2 separate regions of the Mus musculus genome follow, and region 2 is linked to region 1. The links are chromatin contacts, called in public HiChIP or PLAC-seq maps. All regions are on one chromosome and are shown on one strand. The core of a region is the stretch at or near the end of the contact, and the rest is flanking DNA. Distances in the headings are between cores, read along the strand shown.

Region 1 (4,578 bases), core at 807-3,306:
AAGAGTTCATGTGCCATAGGCTGGCCTCCAAACCCCTGTGACTCACAGGATGACTTTGCAATTCTAATCTCCAGCTCCACCTCCACAGTGCACAATTAAAGCAGTGCATGATCTGTTCAGGTTTATGGTGCTGGGGATGGAGCCCAGGGCTTCTGTACGCTGGGCAAGCACTCTATCCAATGAGCCCCTTCTCCTTTTGAGAATAATATGAAAGCTAAATACCAACTGCAAAATGAGACGTTAGACTGTACTCAAGACATCAAAGATACTTTTACTAAAAACAAGATACTGTGTTTCTTGATGTACTGGTGGTAGAGAGAGGGAAAACAGCTTTAGCTGTAAAGTATTCTTGTAAAAACTGTTTAAAAAAACCATAAATGAATGCTCAGGCCCAGCTTACAATTTAGAGAAAAGTTAATACACGGTACAGGCAATGCCGGTAAAAAACAAGGTGAGGTGCTCTCCAAGACCCTGGTCTAGATGGAAGCCACCAGTCACGCAGACCATGCCAGTGGCATCAGTTTGGGTTTGAGAGGAAGTTGGTGGACACAAAGTCATGCCTGCTAGCTTCTCTTAAACACACTGTAAGCACTGCAGGACTGTGTTTATCCTTCGATACACAGGATCAAGCATTCAGAACTTCACCATCACTGAACTGACCTAAGCATTCAGCAAAAAAGCAGGAACTATATATGGGCACAAGATACAGGCTGTACTAGTCTTTAGAAAAGAGAATAGCAGGGGCCAAATGTTCCAGAACATCTTTTGGTGTGTTTTGAAAGCATCTCACTCATTATGTAGGTCTGCTACATAATGTGGGCCTGCTCTGTACTGCAGGCAGATCAGCCTTCCATGCTGGCAGTAGTGTTTGTGGCTCTTTACTTACAAAGCCCTCCCTGGGGGGTTAACAAGCCAAGATTCTCTTGTTAACCAAGCCAGGGAATTAAAGTGGGATTTTTATTCCCACTTTCCCATTCATATTACTAATGTGTTTTGTAATTCATAAAGCAGCTACCAGGGCAGAGACTTTTCTCAGGTCTCTGGCCACTGGCAAGGCTCTGCCCAATCTAGCCACAACTTCCATTTCTAAGAAAAAGTCAACTTAGCAGTCACAAAAACAACATCCAACTGAAAAAGAGGACATTATCTACAGACAGAAGGTATCCACTGTACAATCCTAACCTCACCCCATGCCCCAGCCAAAAGGTCTCAGGCATCAACTAAAATCTTTTCAAATTGATTTTAAGAGGATCTAAAAGCTTTTCCTGGAATTATTGTCCTTTAACCCATGTCAACCTGCTAAAACCAGTAGAGCAGTGGTTGTTTTTCCCCAGTCACTGGATTTAAAAGGCTTCCAGTTACCTAAGTGATACCTACTGAGTGTATCATTAACCTGAATTTTAGATAACACAGAAGGAACTTGGTTGATCTGGCTTAGAGAGGAGGGCAGGGAATTTGCTCAGCTCCATTAAGGAGCACTAATGCTTGCTTTATGGCGTGGGATTTACTTCAGTGAAACCAGTGACCCATGTTCTGAGAAAAAAGAGGGAGGGGGGTGCGGGAGGTGACATTCTGAAGACACTAGGTATCCCCAGGGACTAACTAGTTACTATGCTCTAAACAGAGGGTTAGAGCTGAGATCCCCGCCCTGCCTTGAACCAAAAGTATTTAAAACATTCTAGGATATTACAATATCCAAACATGGACAAGGGAATCGGAGGAAAATTATAACATGTACAAAATAATTATGGCGTAAAGAGCAATCCTCTAACATTCTGTATTGTATTTGTTCATGTGAACTCTGCTGCAATCCACAACTAAAGGCAGGAATCCCACATCCACCTGAGAACATTGCTGTGGTTGTGACCACAGTGAATAAAACCGGATGCTCAGAGAAAGAGTCAGACTTTAAAGTCTGAGTCACAGGAAAATGCAGCGTTTGCTCAACAAACAAGGCTTGGACTGAAAAACAAAGCTGGAAACAGAGAGACACACTTCTTCGAAATCCTAGAGGGCCCTCTTAGCAGCCAGGCAGGGGTGTCCACACCAGCAATCCCAGCATTCTAGATGCCAAACTAGATTATGGGATCGAGGCCAACCTGGGTTACGTGGCACAGCAAGCCTGTGTCTCAGAAAGGAAAAAGAGCTAACAGAGAAAACTTGACTCCACAATGTCAGGAGATTGACAACAGACACAAACAGATCTGAGTAGGGCAATAGAGCGCCTCAGTCAGAAAACCCTGCATGACCACAGAACGCTCTGAGGCCATGGGCCATCAAGCTTGACAAGGGATAAATACCAAATTTGCCTGTCCACTGTCCAAGAGATGGACATAAAACAGTGGTTTTGCTCATTCATGGGTTTTTGTTGTTGTTTTTTAAAGTTATTTTTATAGGATTCGAACAAAGCATAGATAACAATGACATCCTTCCATACCAGCAAGTACACACAACATTTATTTACCTTGGGCTGATTAAGACCTAAGACTTTATGTACGCAGTGTTCTGCCCGCATATGTCCCTATATGCCAGAGGAGGGCATCAGATCCCATTACAAATGGTTGTGAGCCAACACGTGGTTGCTGGGAATTGAACTCCAGACCACTGGAAGTACTCTCAACCACTGAGCTATCTCTCCAGCACCAAACTTAAGACTTTCTTCATCAACATTAAATAAAGCAGCAAATCACACCGTGACAGTGCACGCCTTTAATCCCAGTACTCTGGAATAAGAAAGAGGCAGATCAATCTCTGAGTTCAAGGCCAGCCTGGACTAGAGTGATTTCCAAGGTCAGATATACATAGAGAAACCCTCATGAAAAAACCTACCAACCAACCAGAAAAACAAAGAAAATGAAAAAAAATGAACAACAGCAGCAACAACAATAACAACAAAAAACCCAAACCAACCCAAACAAGCAAAAAACAAACAACCAAAACAAAACAAAACAAAACAAAACAAAAAACAGTGGTATACCAACAGCAGACCAGCATGTTCAAAGACTGTGCTCTGGATTGGATGAGGCAAAGGGCCACTGAGGCAGAAGCTACGCATAATTTGACTACCAGGTCTCAGGGTAAAGATGTCCCAGCTATTAAGAGTAAAACAGGCAGCCCAGAGAAGGTGCTGAGTTCCAAACTCAGGCCTCTTGGAGAGGCCATGCTCTCAACCACTGAACATCTTCCCCAGTCCCCGACACAGTCAATCTTAGTAGAAATTGATTATGGTGGAGACTGAAGGGCTAATATCATCTTCCTCCATTTATCACAAATCCTAGTTGGCAGGCTGTGTGGTGATGGTGCACACCTTTAATAACAGTACTTGGGGAGAACAAAGGCAAGTAGATCTCTGTTGTTCAGAGCAAGTTCCAGAACAGCTAGGACAATGGGAAAACAATGTCTTGGGGAAAAAATAAAAAGACTGCCAGTTTGTTACCAAGACAGAATCAAAGCGAATATTTTCATTCCAGCTTAAAATGATATATTTTGCCTTTAAAATCTCATTGCATCATCATCATTATTATTTGACGTTTCCAGGGGTTACTGAGATGAAGCAGTGCTGCTTGTGGAGGTCCATTTTCAGTTCCAAGGAACACAGACATCCACGGCCTCTGGCTTCTGAGGGCAGCTAAACTCATGTGTAATATACCCATACCCAAGCACATAGAGTTAAAAATATCATCTTAATTACATTGTGTGCACAGGCATGTCTGTAGATCTTAGATAACTTGGAGTAGTTGTCGTGTCGTATCATCCCCCCCCCCCCCACACACACACACAGTGAGTTTCCCAGGAAATGAACTCAGGTTGTCAGGTCTGGCTGGTGCCTTTATCAGATCCCACAAAGCTCGCTCAAGTTACAGCTGCCTGAGGTGGGAGCTGGGAACCAAACCCAGGACTTCTGTAAGAGTAGGGCCTGCAAACTCTTAATCCTCCTGCCTCAGTTCAGGAAAGCAAGACTGTGCTTGTGTCACCACACCTATGGCCATAGCCGCTCTTGCTTTGTCTCTAGACAGTCTCACTTTGGGCCAAGATGGCTTCAAGGCACGGGTAGGTGCTCCTGCCTCAGCCTCCCCACTGGTCTTAGACGTGAGCACTTTTCATTTGTTTCTCTGTAGACCAGGCTGGCCTCAGACCCAGACCCCCACTTAGCAATGCCTGTAAGTGCTTTGGCACGATGCTGTGCCACCACAGCCATCACACAGTTACTTTTTCTTCCTTAAATGAACTTCGGAGGATATGCAGACCTTTTTTTTTTAGGGGTGAAGGGAAAAATTAGCTACAGCGTGCTATAAAAACTAAGAGTTAAAAGTGTAGAACAAGTAGGGAGGGACCCAGAAAATACCCAGCCAGGGAAGACGGACAGCAGGGGGCTGTTGCGGACAAAGACACAATGATGGAGTACTTCAATACAAACGTACTTGATTAAAGTCAGGATCCTTCTCCCCATCTGGCTTAGCCTCCTCCTTGTCTTCTTCCGTCTCAGAACTACTCACATTCAACTCGGGGGCCGAGTCCTTCATCACCTCAACACACCAGAAGCAGAAAGAGGAGTCAGGCCTAGGGCCTATGAGGTGT
Region 2 (4,578 bases), core at 1,340-3,839, 1.7 Mb before region 1:
ACATACATACATACATACATACTGTGGTGTTTGCCTTTTGCTTGAACTTGGAAACTATTACCCCAGTACTAATCAAAGGTGTCTTCCATCGGATTCATGAAGACAAAGCAAAGCTTTGGGAAGTTCATTTTATACATCCTTAGGCATGGCTCAGCGGTTCTCAGTGCCTGCTGCAGGATCATAAAGATGAACACTCACATCCTAACATCGTATAACCGGCTGGGTGTCTGATGTATGCCTGTAAGCCCAGCTCTGAAGGGTACACAAACAGGATCACAGTGGGGCTTGCGGGCTGTCAGCATCCCTGAAAAGCATGATGCACAGATTCAGGGAGAGACTCTGTCTCAAAGAAATAGTTAGGGAGAAATCAAGGAGGGCACAGATAACCTCTGCTGGCCTCTGCACCTGTGCGCACACGTTTACCTATGCACACACATTTGCCTGTGCACACCCGTGTGCGTGCACACACACAGACACGATATTTTAATAAATACTTTAACTTTAGTTTTGAACACACCTATTTGGTTCTGCAATGAATACACACACGGTTGTGTGGGCACAGCAGAGGCGTCCCTGCCACTAGTAGCTATGGCCTTGACTAAATTACTCAGTTTTTCACACCCTTACCAACTGTAAATAGGAGTAAAAGTGACAGGTTACAGAGAAGTCCCTAGAATTGTTCAGGCTGAGCTGACAATGGACAGCATAAGTAGTTAGTGGACAATGACACAGGGGATAACTGAACAGCAAGACACAGGAGGTACACTGGCTTTAATATCCATGAGCAGAAGGCCCTGTGTGGAGCCACACCTGCCACCCCAGGTACCAGAGCATTGGGTCTGGGGCAGAGGACACAGGAAAAGAGAAAAGGCCACAGACCACAAGCAAAGCGGCCCTGAGGGAACCCCACGTGGAGAAGTCTTGACTTTAGACTGGGGGCTGTAGTCCAGAGCTCTATGGTCACCATAAGGTGTTTTGAAAGACGACGCTGAGTGCACTATGGATGATGGGCAGTTCTGATCACAGGGGGAGGAAGGTGCCAAAGGAACTGGGGACAGAGACAGGAAGGCTTCGCTAAGGGCCTGTGAAGAGGAAAGTCGGGGCCAACTACAGACTCTGTTCGTGAAAACGAGCTAGGGCTGGGCTGTCAGTGTGAGTCCCTACTCCTCTCTCTCCCCCTGCTGAGAAGCCCAGGTGAATGGTTGAATGATAGATGGATGGATGCATGGATGAATGGACAGATGGATCAGTGGGTGGGTGGATGGATGGATGGATAGATGGATGGATAAACGAATGGACAGATGGATGAGAGGAACTTCCTACACTTAGAAAGTCTTGCTAGCAGTCCAAAGGCTGTCAGGGGATCACTAGGAACCTAGAAGGGAGTAGGTTTAAAGAACTATTAATGTGGACGTTTTCCTTCTTTAAGAACATTACATTATGGAGCTGGAGGTATGGTTTAGTGGTTACAAGCACTAGCTGCTCTTCTAGAGGACCTGGGTTCGATCCCAGTACCCACATGGTAGCTCCCAGCCATCTGGCACTCCAGACTTAAGAGGATCTGACACCCTTTTCTGGGTTCCTCAGGTACCGGGCATGCTTGCTGCCAAACATGACCCACTCACTAGGTCAGAGCCCACAAGGTGAAAGGACTCACCTGGTTCCTGCAAGTTGTTTTATTAATCCCAAAGATGGAAGAGAAGGACCAAAGTCATCAGGGCCAAGTGTATTAAAGCAACTAATTAGTAAAGCAAGCTTTTTATTCCTGTACAAGGCTGCCTCTCCCTAAGGTGGAGTTTGAGAGGTCAGTAGGAAAGTTTTAACCAAACGGTGCTTAAATATGCCTAAAACAAACAACTCCAAGTATGACTGGCAACATTTAAAGCAACAATGTCTGTTACTGCTGTGTTGAACCAAATTCCCTTCTTGTCTCTCAAGCACCGTTACTAGGCCAGTCGTGGCAGATGAAGAGACTCCCATAGGCTACATCATCCCACTTCCAATGCCAGTTGTGGGGATACTCCTTGGTGAAGCTGAAACCACTGCTAAACCAACAGGCACCCAGAACTTGGGAGAAAAATCCAAGACCCTGAGCCCGGCTGCAATAAGAAGGCAGATCGACTGCTTGGTCCAAAGTCTTTCTGGGGTTCTGCTGACTGCAAAACAGGAAACCCATCAGATGAGGGTTCAGAGGCACGCACCTGCTAGGCACTAGTTCGGGAGAGTCTACACAGTTCGAGATTCCCAGTGTTCTCAATGCCCTAGACATAGGCTGGCCACATGGAATTTGGCGGAGCCAGGGTTGGTCTATTGTGAGAGGGTCCTGGGCCACTTTTCTGGAAGGGTGGAAACCGCAGAGTTGTGTAAAGTCAGCCTGAGGAGCTTGTGGTTCTCGGAGCTCTTGGGAGGACAAGGTGCGATCACAGCCCCAGGAGCCGGAAGAAGCTGTACCGGGGAAGAATCAACTCTGCTCATTGCGGGTGGGTGATAGGCAAGACCGTTACCTTTGGAGCTGCTGCAGCCCAGCTCAAACCCCAGGACACCTTGGATCGTCTCTGCATAAAATAGCCTTCCGTGACCACTCCCACAGGAGGCGGGGCTAGCGGAGAAAGGGCAGGAAAGTGTGGGCCTGTGCACAAAACTTCTGTAGAGCTGAGAACTCTACAACAGTGCCACCTGGAGGTCAGTGGCAGGTCTCATGAGCTAGGTCGGAAGTTGCAGACACCTCTAGCTTCCTGCCTCTCTCTGGCCCATTCATGAGCTGCCCTGGGCTCTCTGTACCCTCCTAGAAGGAGTTTAGCAGGTGGGTGAATCCTGGAGAGCTGTCTCTGTTTTTTTGTTTTGTTTTTTTGTTTTTTGTTTTTTTTTTGAGACAGGGTTTCTCTGTGTAGCTCTGGCTGTCCTGGAACTCACTCTGTAGACCAGGCTGGCCTCGAACTCAGAAATCCGCCTGCCTCTGCCTCCCGAGTGCTGGGATTAAAGGCATGCGCCACCATGCCCAGCTTGTTTTTTGTTTTGTTTTTGTTTTTGTTTTTTTGGCGGGGGAGCTGTCAATGAATTGAGGTTTGCTGGGAGCTCTAGTAAGGGTCCCTGTGGAAGGACAGCAAAGAAGGTCTGTCAGCCCTGATTTACTAATCCAGGAGAAGTTTCCCTCAAACTCTCAGGCAGTTTAGACTGTTCAGAGAATCGAGGGTGGAGCGAATCTCAAGTAGCAAATGTTCACTCCAGGCATCTTTGAGAACATTTATGCAGTAGGGACTTAGAATTTACACCAAATGAAGACTGTAACAAATTGGGACGTGGGGATAAATGGACAAGATTTTCTCACCATAACCCTTTAAAAAGACAGTTGAAGTCAGGGCGGCCGTTCTTGCTTGTAATCCCTGCACTCTGGAGGCTGAGGCAGGAAGTTTGCCAGCAGTCAAAAGTCAGCGGGATTATATAGCAAGCAGTAGACCAGCACCGACCAAATAGCACATGGTGTGGTGGTCTACCCCTGTGATTCCGGCACTCCAGAAACAGGGGCAGGAGAATCAACGCAAGTTCAAGGCTGTCCTGGACAACATAGGAACAACAGGTCTGCCAAGCCCATAGAACAAGACTGTTTCAAATGTCAAAATAGGGTTTGGATTATAGCTTAGCTGATTGGATGCTTGCCTAGTCCTGGGTTAAGGACCCAGTGAGTAAGGTAACACCCTCTTTTCCTGATTCCATTTTGTGTTTGCTTAGACCAGTGGTCCTCACCCTTCCTAATGTTGTGGTGACCCCAACCCTCAATTTATTTTTGTTGCTACTCCATAACTGTAATTTTGCTACTGAATATAATGCAAATATCTGATATGCAGGATATCTATATGTGACCTCTGTGAAAGGTCCTTTAACATCCCCAAAGGGGTGGTGATCCACGAGAACCTAAGGTTTAGAAGGTTCTCACCCTCTACCTGCTTAATAGTGATGTTGCCTAGCAACACATTTGGACTTTCTATGACATTGACCATAGTCCAGATGTATTGATCAAAATAATTATTTTCTGAAACTTAACATTAACTCAGGAAGTTATAAGTAAAACAATAACAACAACCACAGCAACAACAACAACAACAACAACAACAGTCACTTAATGTCTGAAATAATATGAAAAAAAGTTACTATGGTCTTCCTGAAATGAGTGTTTCAAGGTTACTCTGACCCTTATTGAACTCCTAAGTAAATTATAGTCTTTGTGGGGTTTGCCTTTAAAAACATCATTGTGCCTCCAAACTTTTGCACAAGAGACTCTGAGACATAAACCCCTTTTTGGTCACTGGCCAGTAAAGGACTCATATACTTTAAATTGGCTTAATCATCCTGGTTGTCTGTATCTTATCACTATTATTATTGTTGTTGTTGTTGTTGTTGTTGTTGTTGTTGTTATAGTAAGACAAGCTCTCGGGGCTGGTGAGATGGCTCAGCGGTTAAGAGCACTGACTGCTCTTCCAAAGGTCCTGAGTTCAAATCCCAGCAACCACATGGTGGCTCACAACCATCTGTAATGAGATCTGATGTCCTCTTCTGGTGTGTCTGAAGACAGCTACAGTG

What was found. HiChIP or PLAC-seq counts read pairs in DNA pulled down with a chosen protein or histone mark.
Region 2: an HNF4G HiChIP or PLAC-seq map of pancreatic cancer cells shows a contact between it and region 1. The contact joins two enhancer-like sites. A contact is called at or near these places in 1 of 115 datasets of contacts at active chromatin or transcription factors (pancreatic cancer cells) and 1 of 9 other capture datasets (liver).

Annotation. Positions count from the first base shown.
Region 1 is chr4:137,639,154-137,643,731 of GRCm38.p6, reverse strand. It overlaps Usp48 (ubiquitin specific peptidase 48), which reads right to left. Exons shown (of 27, transcript NM_001355588.1): 22 at 4,422-4,526. Among named protein-coding and RNA genes, the nearest start is that of Usp48, 47 kb to the right of the region's middle. Within about 2 kb of position 2,056, at least 106 of the 459 cell types and tissues checked have an H3K27ac peak or open chromatin away from gene starts, as enhancers often do. A contact at or near this core is called in liver and pancreatic cancer cells, where this site is marked.
Region 2 is chr4:139,328,837-139,333,414 of GRCm38.p6, reverse strand. No RefSeq gene overlaps it. Among named protein-coding and RNA genes, the nearest start is that of Akr7a5, 20 kb to the right of the region's middle. Within about 2 kb of position 2,589, at least 63 of the 459 cell types and tissues checked have an H3K27ac peak or open chromatin away from gene starts, as enhancers often do. A contact at or near this core is called in liver and pancreatic cancer cells, where this site is marked.